Regions from separate parts of the Zea mays genome. Here all the other regions are linked to region 1. A link is a contact called in public Hi-C data. All regions are on one chromosome and are shown on one strand. The core of a region is the stretch at or near the end of the contact, and the rest is flanking DNA. Distances in the headings are between cores, read along the strand shown. Region 1 holds the start of LOC103635086 (ATP-citrate synthase beta chain protein 1). Region 2 holds the start of LOC100277329. Region 3 overlaps LOC100384763.

Region 1 (2,801 bases), core at 148-2,647:
CAAAGAATTACAGGCATAATTTACAGCATACACGAAAAAAAATGAATTTACAGCTCTATTACTATGAAGACTAATGCAAGGTGTATTAAATCCTATCAAAATATGACCGCATCCAAAATACAAAAGCATAAACAGGACACTGGATTCCAGGTGTGAGCTTGTCTTCCCAAATCCACTGTACACCAAATAAAACAGGAAGGTTGACAACCCGCAGAATACTGCTCAATATTCAGAAGCATTCCGTAAAGGAGATGAAATAAGAGCGAAAAATCGGATCTCAAGTACAACATACAGAATACTGCTCAACATCCAAAATGGACACCATAAAGAAGCCAAAATCGTAGCAGAAAATCAGATCTCAAGTACAACCCACCAGCACATTGTATTGGCATCATTGCCCCACTAATTCAACCATTCTTCAATGCCAAGATCAAGCAAATTATAGGCTACAACATCCGAGTCATCCAAAAATCTTTGTTTCTCGAGCATCCGAGTCCAATATTGGTATCACTACAATTCCTGCTGTCCAAATCTCATTTTCTTTTTCTTGCTAATAACGTGCGAGTCATTGAGTTAAAATCCACAGTATTGTTAAGTGATAACGTTACCATTCCCAGGAGATCATAGACATCACATGGAAACGAGTCAAACGATCATTAACAACGGACTAAGCCAGAATGAGTATCGAAGTTAACTTCCCGAACACGGCAAATTTAAACCCTCGCTAATTGCCGCTGCCAAAGCCACCAAACCCAACACTACCAGACCGCTAGATCCCCTCAGATCAGTACAAAAAACCGCACTGGGAAGTCCAAATAATCAGTACCCAACAAAACCCTACGACTCCTCGCACCAACTGGCAGCAATCGGACCAAACTCGCGCCATGGGATCATTTCCCGGCCAAATTCAGATCACAAGCAGCATGCATGCAGCCCATTCCCACTCGAACCCACTAAATCACACGCGAGGCGCGAGATCCACGCGCGATCCCGACAGCAGCGGCGCACGCGGATCCTCAGATCCGCGGCCCCAGCGATCCGGGCCGCCGAGCGTTCGGCCTAATGCCACAGAGAGGGAGAACGACAGCAGAAGCAGCGGGGGAGTGTGCATGCTGTGGGTGTTGAAGCTGCGAACCTTCCGGAGCGGGGGCGCGGCAGAGGCAGCCGGAGGAGGGGGGACGCGGGAGCGGGATTTCGCCGGGAGATCACTGGTGCGTCGCTGGGACTGGCGGAGCAGAGCTGGGCGGAAGCAGAGGAATTTATAGTAGCGGTGGAGAAATGGAGGATGCGGGGCCGGTGAGGAGTAGGCGAGGCGAGCGACGCGCTGCCCATCTACCCACGAGCCCTTCGCCCGCCCCACTCCGCTGCGAGGACTGTCTGGACAAGGTCCATGAACCGTAGGAACGGACTTGTGGCCTGTGGGTGTCGTTTCAAAGCCAACTCCAACAGACTCCCTCTCCGTATCCGTATTTAGCACGGCCAATAGTTTCTCTCTCCTCTCCGTATCTGTCTCCATTTCCAGCAGACTCCATATTTGCACTCCGCATGCAGTCTATGACAGCTGGGGCCCGCGAGCAGCCGCGAGCGCATGCAGTCAGCTGCGGAGAGGAGAGAGAAACCGTGGAAAAGGGGAGTGCAGGTACAGGGCGTGTGTTTTAGGGAGACGGATGCGGAGACTGCTGGACTGATGAATAGTGTGCTCCGTTGTGCAAAAAAGGGATACGGAGCCGCATACGGAGTGCTGCTGGAGTTGGTCTTAGTATTTAGGACTCCGTATTTGTCAAATGTACTTTTGGTTGTAGGCTGGCACGTGTTTGAAAATGCGCATGCTCATTAAAGAATTTATCATTTCCAAACTTGCAGCGGTATGTATTAACTAGGCGTATAATGTTTGGTTCTCTGCATCCTGCCAGACCAAGCTCTGGTGATATAATGCATGCGTGATTGGATGCATGGTTTAACCCTCGGGCCTTGTGACGTAATTAGGTCGAGCTAATTTGTCTCGACTCCCTAACAAACTAAGTTAGAATGTTAGCTCAGCTAATGAAAAATCCAAACGATCCGATACAAACCGACCACGAATCAAGTGAGACGATAAGTCACGAGCATTTTGTCCAACCAGGGGCGGACCCAGCCCAAAATCTGAGTGGGGGCCCAACTACTGAGTGAGGGCCTAAATACAAGCTTACTATCTAATGGCCTTTTATATCTACAGTAATTAAGATAAAAAGTTCATTGGAACCAGAAATTTGAGTGGGGGCCTGTGCCCCCACTGGCCACAACGTAGGTCCGCCCCTGTGTCCAACCCTACACGTAATGCAAAGGCAATTCTCTGGCACCGTGGCATGAAAAAATTTCTTGGTTCCTCCAGCGCATGATGGCTCCCACGGTGCAAATCGATGCATGTACTTACACGTCGTGTGGGGACAAACTATGTTTGTATATAGGTAACTAAATAAAATCTTTGAGCAACCTGGGTGCTGTTTGGTTCCCAAAATATAACGTAAATGGTAACGGTAACGGTTTACATTTGATTACCAGTGGTAACACGATTGAATAGGCTGGTATCAATTTTTAGTGTGATATTCGATTACGATTAGACTTAAACAAACATGATTTAACGTTATTTGTTGCCGATTACATTACAAATATGTGAACCAAACAACACCCTGGTTTTATGAGTATCATAACCAGACACCATCTATGGCATGTGGTCGACCTAGCTACTAAAAACGCTTGGCTCGTCCGAGAAGAAAACTAAACAGGCCCAAAAAGGAGTTTGGCAATGGATAAAAGTAAAT
Region 2 (2,801 bases), core at 99-2,598, 250 kb before region 1:
GGAGAGATCATAGGTTTGCTCCGGTTGTCGACCCAAAGCGTGTCTAGACGACATAGACCTGAAGAGAGGTGAAGATTGAGATTGGGGAACTACGACGCTACATATAGACCTAATCCATCGAACTACGACGCTACCCCCACCCACCATGCTCCCTGACCGCGCTGTGGGCCCTGGCGAGGCAAGGCAACCTGAGCGAACCCCGGATACAAATACGCGGGGACGATGGGGGTAAGGGAAGGGGCGCCGAGGACCTGCCCGTAGGAGGGCAAGGATGGCGGGGTGTGCGGGCGGGCGCGGAGCGAGGATGGCACGGAGGGGAGAGGAGCGGGGGCATGGTGTCGCCCTGTGGATGGTGGGGGCGGGTGGGGCGAGGATGGCGGAGAGCGGACGGGGGCGAGAATGGTGGGGGCTGCCGCGGAGGTAATCCCTGGAACGACGCCCTTCCATCGATGCAGAGCGAGGCGAGGGCAAGGATGGCGGGGCGGGCGCGGAGGCATCCCTATAATTTCGTCCTTCCATCCACGGAGAGCAGGGCAGCAGGGACGTTGTCTTAGAGCATCTCCAATAGTTATGTAAACAACTCCCTAAATATGAATTTAAGAAGTTTTCCGGAAAAACTCTTCTCCAACAGTTATGTAAAGCAGGTCCTTAAATTTACAAACTCGCTACAAAATCCAATTTATCCCTATATTTACCAACCACGTTGGGACTCCCTAAATCAATGTTGGTTCTAAATCCACCGTGAAACCATATTTCGACCACTGTTTTGTGTCATCTCACCGTCCCGTTGAGCACAAATCTATCTCCGGTGCCATGTGTTGTCTTCATGCCGTTGTCGCGGTGACCTTCTGGTCTCCATCGACAACTTCGAACTTCCAAGACATTATGGAAGGTTGTTGATGTGCTAGCTCAATTAAAAATAGAAAGCATGCTCACTTTTTTTGTTGACGTGGATAATTTTAAAAATTAGCAACTAATAAATAGAGAACTGTTGGAGCACATATTTTTCTACTACTTAAAGTGATTTAGCAACTTCTTAAATCTATATTTTAGGGTGCTAAATTTACATAACTATTAGAGATGCTCTTACAGCCTTATAGAGTAGTAGGTGCTTTTCGAATAGAAATGAGCAGGAAATTCGGCCCTAGTGCGGAGTGCCTTGGTGGAAAACATTTCAAAAAAACAGATTTCTGCCATTAAAGAAAACGAAGATTCGAGTCCATGGCAGGCCAGCCCTCAAGCCTGCAGCTGGACCTGGGCTATATGTGAGAGAACAGCCGCTGTCTATTGCCTGTTGGGCCGAACTGGGCAGCGTGGAAAGGCTACGAAGAGCGGAGAGGCGCTCCATTGAAGCGGACGGCGACGAGCTCTGCATGCTGCGCTGCGCCCTTCTCACCGCCGCCAGCCCGCCAGAACGTCTCCTCCCCGTCTCTAGAGTGGCTCTTTCTTTCTCCGTCAAATGGCTCTCGCGTGCGCCTCTCACGCGTGCCGCTTTCTCCTCGCCGGCCAGGCGAGATCTTTCCACGCCCAGCCCTACCATGGTACGCCCTCCCCGACCTCCATAACAAATCCCGTGCTGCTTCTGCTTGCTTTTCGTGACTGGAGTCGGATCCTTCCTTCCCGGGTGCAGCCAAGGTCGGCGTGGTGGAGTTCCTGAACGGCGTCGGGAAAGGGGTGGAGGCGCACGCCGCGAAGCTGGAGGAGGCTGTGGGCGGCGACCTCCAGAGGCTCCTTGAGGCCCGCACGCTGCGGCTCAAGAAGCTCGGCATCCCCTGCAAGCATGTAAGGATTTGATTCCTCCTCTTGTGCCACTTGTAGTCTATAGTCCACAAGCGAGTTGCTGATGTGGTGACTTGTTTTCTTAGCGTTTCGTCGCATAAATGTTGGGATTGATTGTGTTTTGTCTGTATAAGGCTATGATGCTCCTGTACAAATATTGTATTGTTGCATCCAATCTGAATTTGTATGTTCTTGTCAAATATTAGTGAGGAGATTTGCTGCTGTGTTTTTTGGGTTGCTGACATATAAATTTCTTCTTTTCGTATAGTTAGGTTGCCTAAGATGTGATGCAATTTGCATGTTTATGGTTGAACTTAACATGCTTTTACGACAAATAGCCAAGCATAATTTCTAGTGATTATTTTGTTGGGGTGGTATCCCTTAGGTTTTATTATATCCTACATCTATCTAGTGGCCACAGAAGCTGAAAAAACTCTAATGAAAAACGAAGCTAATGGGATATGTTTCTTGTGAGAGAATTGTTTTTTTGGCTGGTTGCTGTTTTTTTCTCGAACACACAAGAGAACTGTGCATCGTTATATTAAGAAGAAAAGATGGTCCAACAATAGACCAGAAACAGAACAGTCCAAATACAAATCCTTACGGAGGCCAAAAAACAAGAGTACAAGAAAGGATTCATTAAAACAAGCTTAATCTTTCTACTACTGCCAACCGGAGTACCGGACTCAGGCTAGAACCTTGCCAAACCAGAAGCACCAGCAAAAGACCAACGAGTGGCATCATCATCGATGTACTGCAGGAGGTGGACACAAGGAGATGCCCTCTCAAAAACACAAGCGTTGCGATGTTTCCACAGCCACCGAGCAACCAAGATCACCACAGAATTGAAACCTTTTGGCTAGTTGGTGTTAAAAATACTAAAAACTAGGCCATACTTTTAGCTGCAGCCTATTAACCTGTCACTTTACAAGCTTGACTAGCCAACAAGATTACAATATCAGTACTGGTCTCCTAGCATTATCTAAACTTTATTAAATACTTAATGTTGAATGAGAAATGTG
Region 3 (2,801 bases), core at 214-2,713, 170 kb after region 1:
CACTTCATTCGAGTATTCAGGCATTAGACCAAAATCAGTAGGAATGAGTAGTGAATTGATAACATTTACCCCAACAATTCACAGCAAAATTACAAGCTCCACGTAACTAAACTATTCAGGTAAATTATATGTTTCTACTACACTTGTAAATCTAGGATGCATAGAGAAAGATATCTTGCAGCATTTTCTGTTCTTAAAGTTTGGGAATGCAAAATTACGATGTCAACAGAATACAGCAATGCTCATGCAAGTCGTGGAAAGTTACCTGCTTTTGATGACGCTCCTCAGTTTTATATTTGAGGGGACCAACATGGATTTGGGGATCCTTTTCCAGATCTACTTCGACTAACTCCGATTCAAACCTATGTGTATGTGATGGAAGGCCAGATCGAAGCTGAACAAGATGCTTGCCCTTGGGCAAATCTCGGACTTCAAAGTAGTATGAAAGAGGAAGAGGAAGTACAGCTTCTACTCTAGAAGAGTCTGTTGCTGATCTGATTTCAACAGAGAGATGCGGATGTAACGTATCAATGCCATCTCCTTCCACATGGCCACTCAAGATTGTTACTTCGGGGCGTTCAAAAACCACAAAATCAATACCAGTCATGTCTTCATGACCAACCTAGAAATGCAAATGTTGTTAAGCATATAAACAATAAAAAGTTCCTCATTCATAAATCATAACTGAAAATATGATATGCTGCAAGCAGAATGTGCGATGGACTTCAATGCTTATGTTAGTCTTACATTAACTGACAAATATTCAGGTGAAGCACGCTCAACTGCTGCAAACTGAAGATTATCTTTTGCAGCCACTCTTATAGAGTAAGTCGATCCAGGCACAAGTCCTCTAAGACGAAATCTACCAAAAGAATCCGTGGTAGCTTCCTCATAAAAACCTGTGGATTCAGATCTTGCTTCAACAAAAACACCCTCCTTTGGTTGGCCAGTTAATAGTGTTACAGAACCCATGGCACTACATTGAAATATGATCAGAGTTAGTATCAAAAGATTGGCCAGCGACCACAATTAGGACTTAGTAATGCACATTCACAGCAGTAGTTTTCAAGCACCAGCATGGACCTTATCCTAACTGAATATTAAGAGTTTTGTGTGCACATGATGTGGGAACCATACAACAAAACTATAAAATAATAGTATGGGTTAAGCAAGGTATCCATAATTCAACATCATCAATCAGACACTAATGTGGGTGTAGTAACCTTTGTTGTTGGGTAGCTACTAGCTAGAATTGATCCTCCTATGAATCCATAATGGTGGAATATTTTAATAAGTACAGAAATTATAATTTAAAGAAAGTCTCCTTGTGGAGTCTATTAAGGCCCATATGGCCCATAGTTTTGCCTATATATATTCTACCAAGTCCTAAGGACTAAGTGCTCTTCCTCTAATCAAGGTTAGTAACATGATACAATAGGGTTAGGACCAAATCCCATTTTTCCCCCAGCCACAATCCATCACAACCTTCCTCTGCTCCGTCCGCATCGGACCCGCTAGGACCGCGCCCGTTGTCCAGACGCCCCGAACCGGACCGCTGGTGCGCGCTCGTCATTTGCGGACCCTTCCGTCTGCGACGCCCTCGTCCTAGGACCTCCTAGCCTACGCGCCACCCATGCCATCCAGGTCGGGATCTGCCCGCCTCGTCGCTGCTCGGGATCTGTCGCGTCTCCAGTCTGTGTCATCCAAGTTGGGACCCCTGCTCGCTTGGCCTGCTCAGGATCTGCCTTTTCGCTTGTCCAGATCTGCCCCAAACCAATCGAGCAGCTTCGAGGACCAGAGGTGCTGCTTCTTTTGAACAGTGAATTGGGTTTCGAATAAAGGATCAGGTCTTCTCTTCACTTTGCTGCGTGGTTTATCTTTTGGTGCCTGTCATCATGTCAGTCAATGCAATCGTGGTTAACATTATTCTGGACGGTCAGAACTACCCAGAGTGAGCCTTTTGTGTTCAGACTGGCCACTATTTTCTTTTTCACTTAACTGAAGACCAGCTGCTTTACGTGATGATCGTAGCAATGCCGCGGACGTTAAAACTTGGCAGATCAATGATGGCAAGGTGATGGCTGCCATGGTTAATAGCACTAAACCATCCATGATTAGGAGCATGTCCAAGTTCACCACTGCTAAAGCTATTTGGTCTCATTTGAAGGGTCGATTTGTTCAAGACAGTGGTGATTTCTTACACACTATTATGCAGCAAACACATGCTATTGAACAGAATGATATGACTATCGATGAGTCCTATTCTGCTTTTGATCGTTCTATGAGTTCTTTGATATCTACGGTGCCATCCTATGTAACTAATCCATGTCCGACTAATCAGTTTATTGAAAAGTCTTTTACATAAAAATTTGTTATGGGGGTTTAGGCTGAATATGACTCTCTTTGTGCACGGCTGCTCCACAGTTCTGATACTCTCACAATGGCAAAGGCATTGTCTGATCTAATTGCTGAAGAGACTCGCCTCAAATCCTTGCCTTCTACTACCGATTCTAGCTCTCACAGTGTGTTGGGCTGTTGGCTACTGCTAAGCAGTCCTATGTAGCAAGGAGTTCTTCCCTACCTTGTGAGCATTGCAAGAAGAACACTCATCGGTCTAAAAATTGTTTCGTTAAATTTCCAGAGAAGTTGGCTAATTTACGTGCACGACGGGTAGCTCGTAGTCGTGGCACAGGTTCTGCACCTAGAGGTTCAGCTGCTATTGCTTCTACTTCACCAGCTACAGCCACCATCATCTTGGGCTCTTGACTCAGGGGCCTCCTTTCATGTGACATCTGATCAGT

The links. Hi-C and Micro-C count contacts between places; a contact is called where the count stands out from the background.
Region 2: a Hi-C map of endosperm shows a contact between it and region 1, with 4 times the contacts expected there. The contact joins the promoter of LOC100277329 here to the promoter of LOC103635086 in region 1. A contact is called at or near these places in 6 of 25 Hi-C or Micro-C datasets (ear, endosperm, leaf and 2 more).
Region 3: a Hi-C map of endosperm shows a contact between it and region 1, with 3 times the contacts expected there. The contact joins the enhancer-like site here to the promoter of LOC103635086 in region 1. A contact is called at or near these places in 17 of 25 Hi-C or Micro-C datasets (bundle sheath, ear, endosperm and 4 more) and 2 of 3 datasets of contacts at active chromatin or transcription factors (leaf and seedling).

What each region holds. Positions count from the first base shown.
Region 1 is chr8:38,414,707-38,417,507 of Zm-B73-REFERENCE-NAM-5.0, reverse strand. It overlaps LOC103635086 (ATP-citrate synthase beta chain protein 1), which reads right to left and starts at 1,397. Exons shown (of 17, transcript XM_020542379.2): 1 at 1,136-1,397.
Region 2 is chr8:38,660,495-38,663,295 of Zm-B73-REFERENCE-NAM-5.0, reverse strand. It overlaps LOC100277329, which reads left to right and starts at 1,348. Exons shown (of 3, transcript NM_001150924.2): 1 at 1,348-1,541; 2 at 1,631-1,782. The coding sequence starts at 1,460.
Region 3 is chr8:38,245,808-38,248,608 of Zm-B73-REFERENCE-NAM-5.0, reverse strand. It overlaps LOC100384763, which reads right to left. Exons shown (of 27, transcript NM_001362469.1): 24 at 748-976; 25 at 266-622. Among protein-coding and RNA genes, the nearest start is that of LOC100384763, 17 kb to the right of the region's middle. Within about 2 kb of position 1,463, at least 2 of the 20 cell types and tissues checked have an H3K27ac peak or open chromatin away from gene starts, as enhancers often do. A contact at or near this core is called in endosperm and root tip, where this site is marked.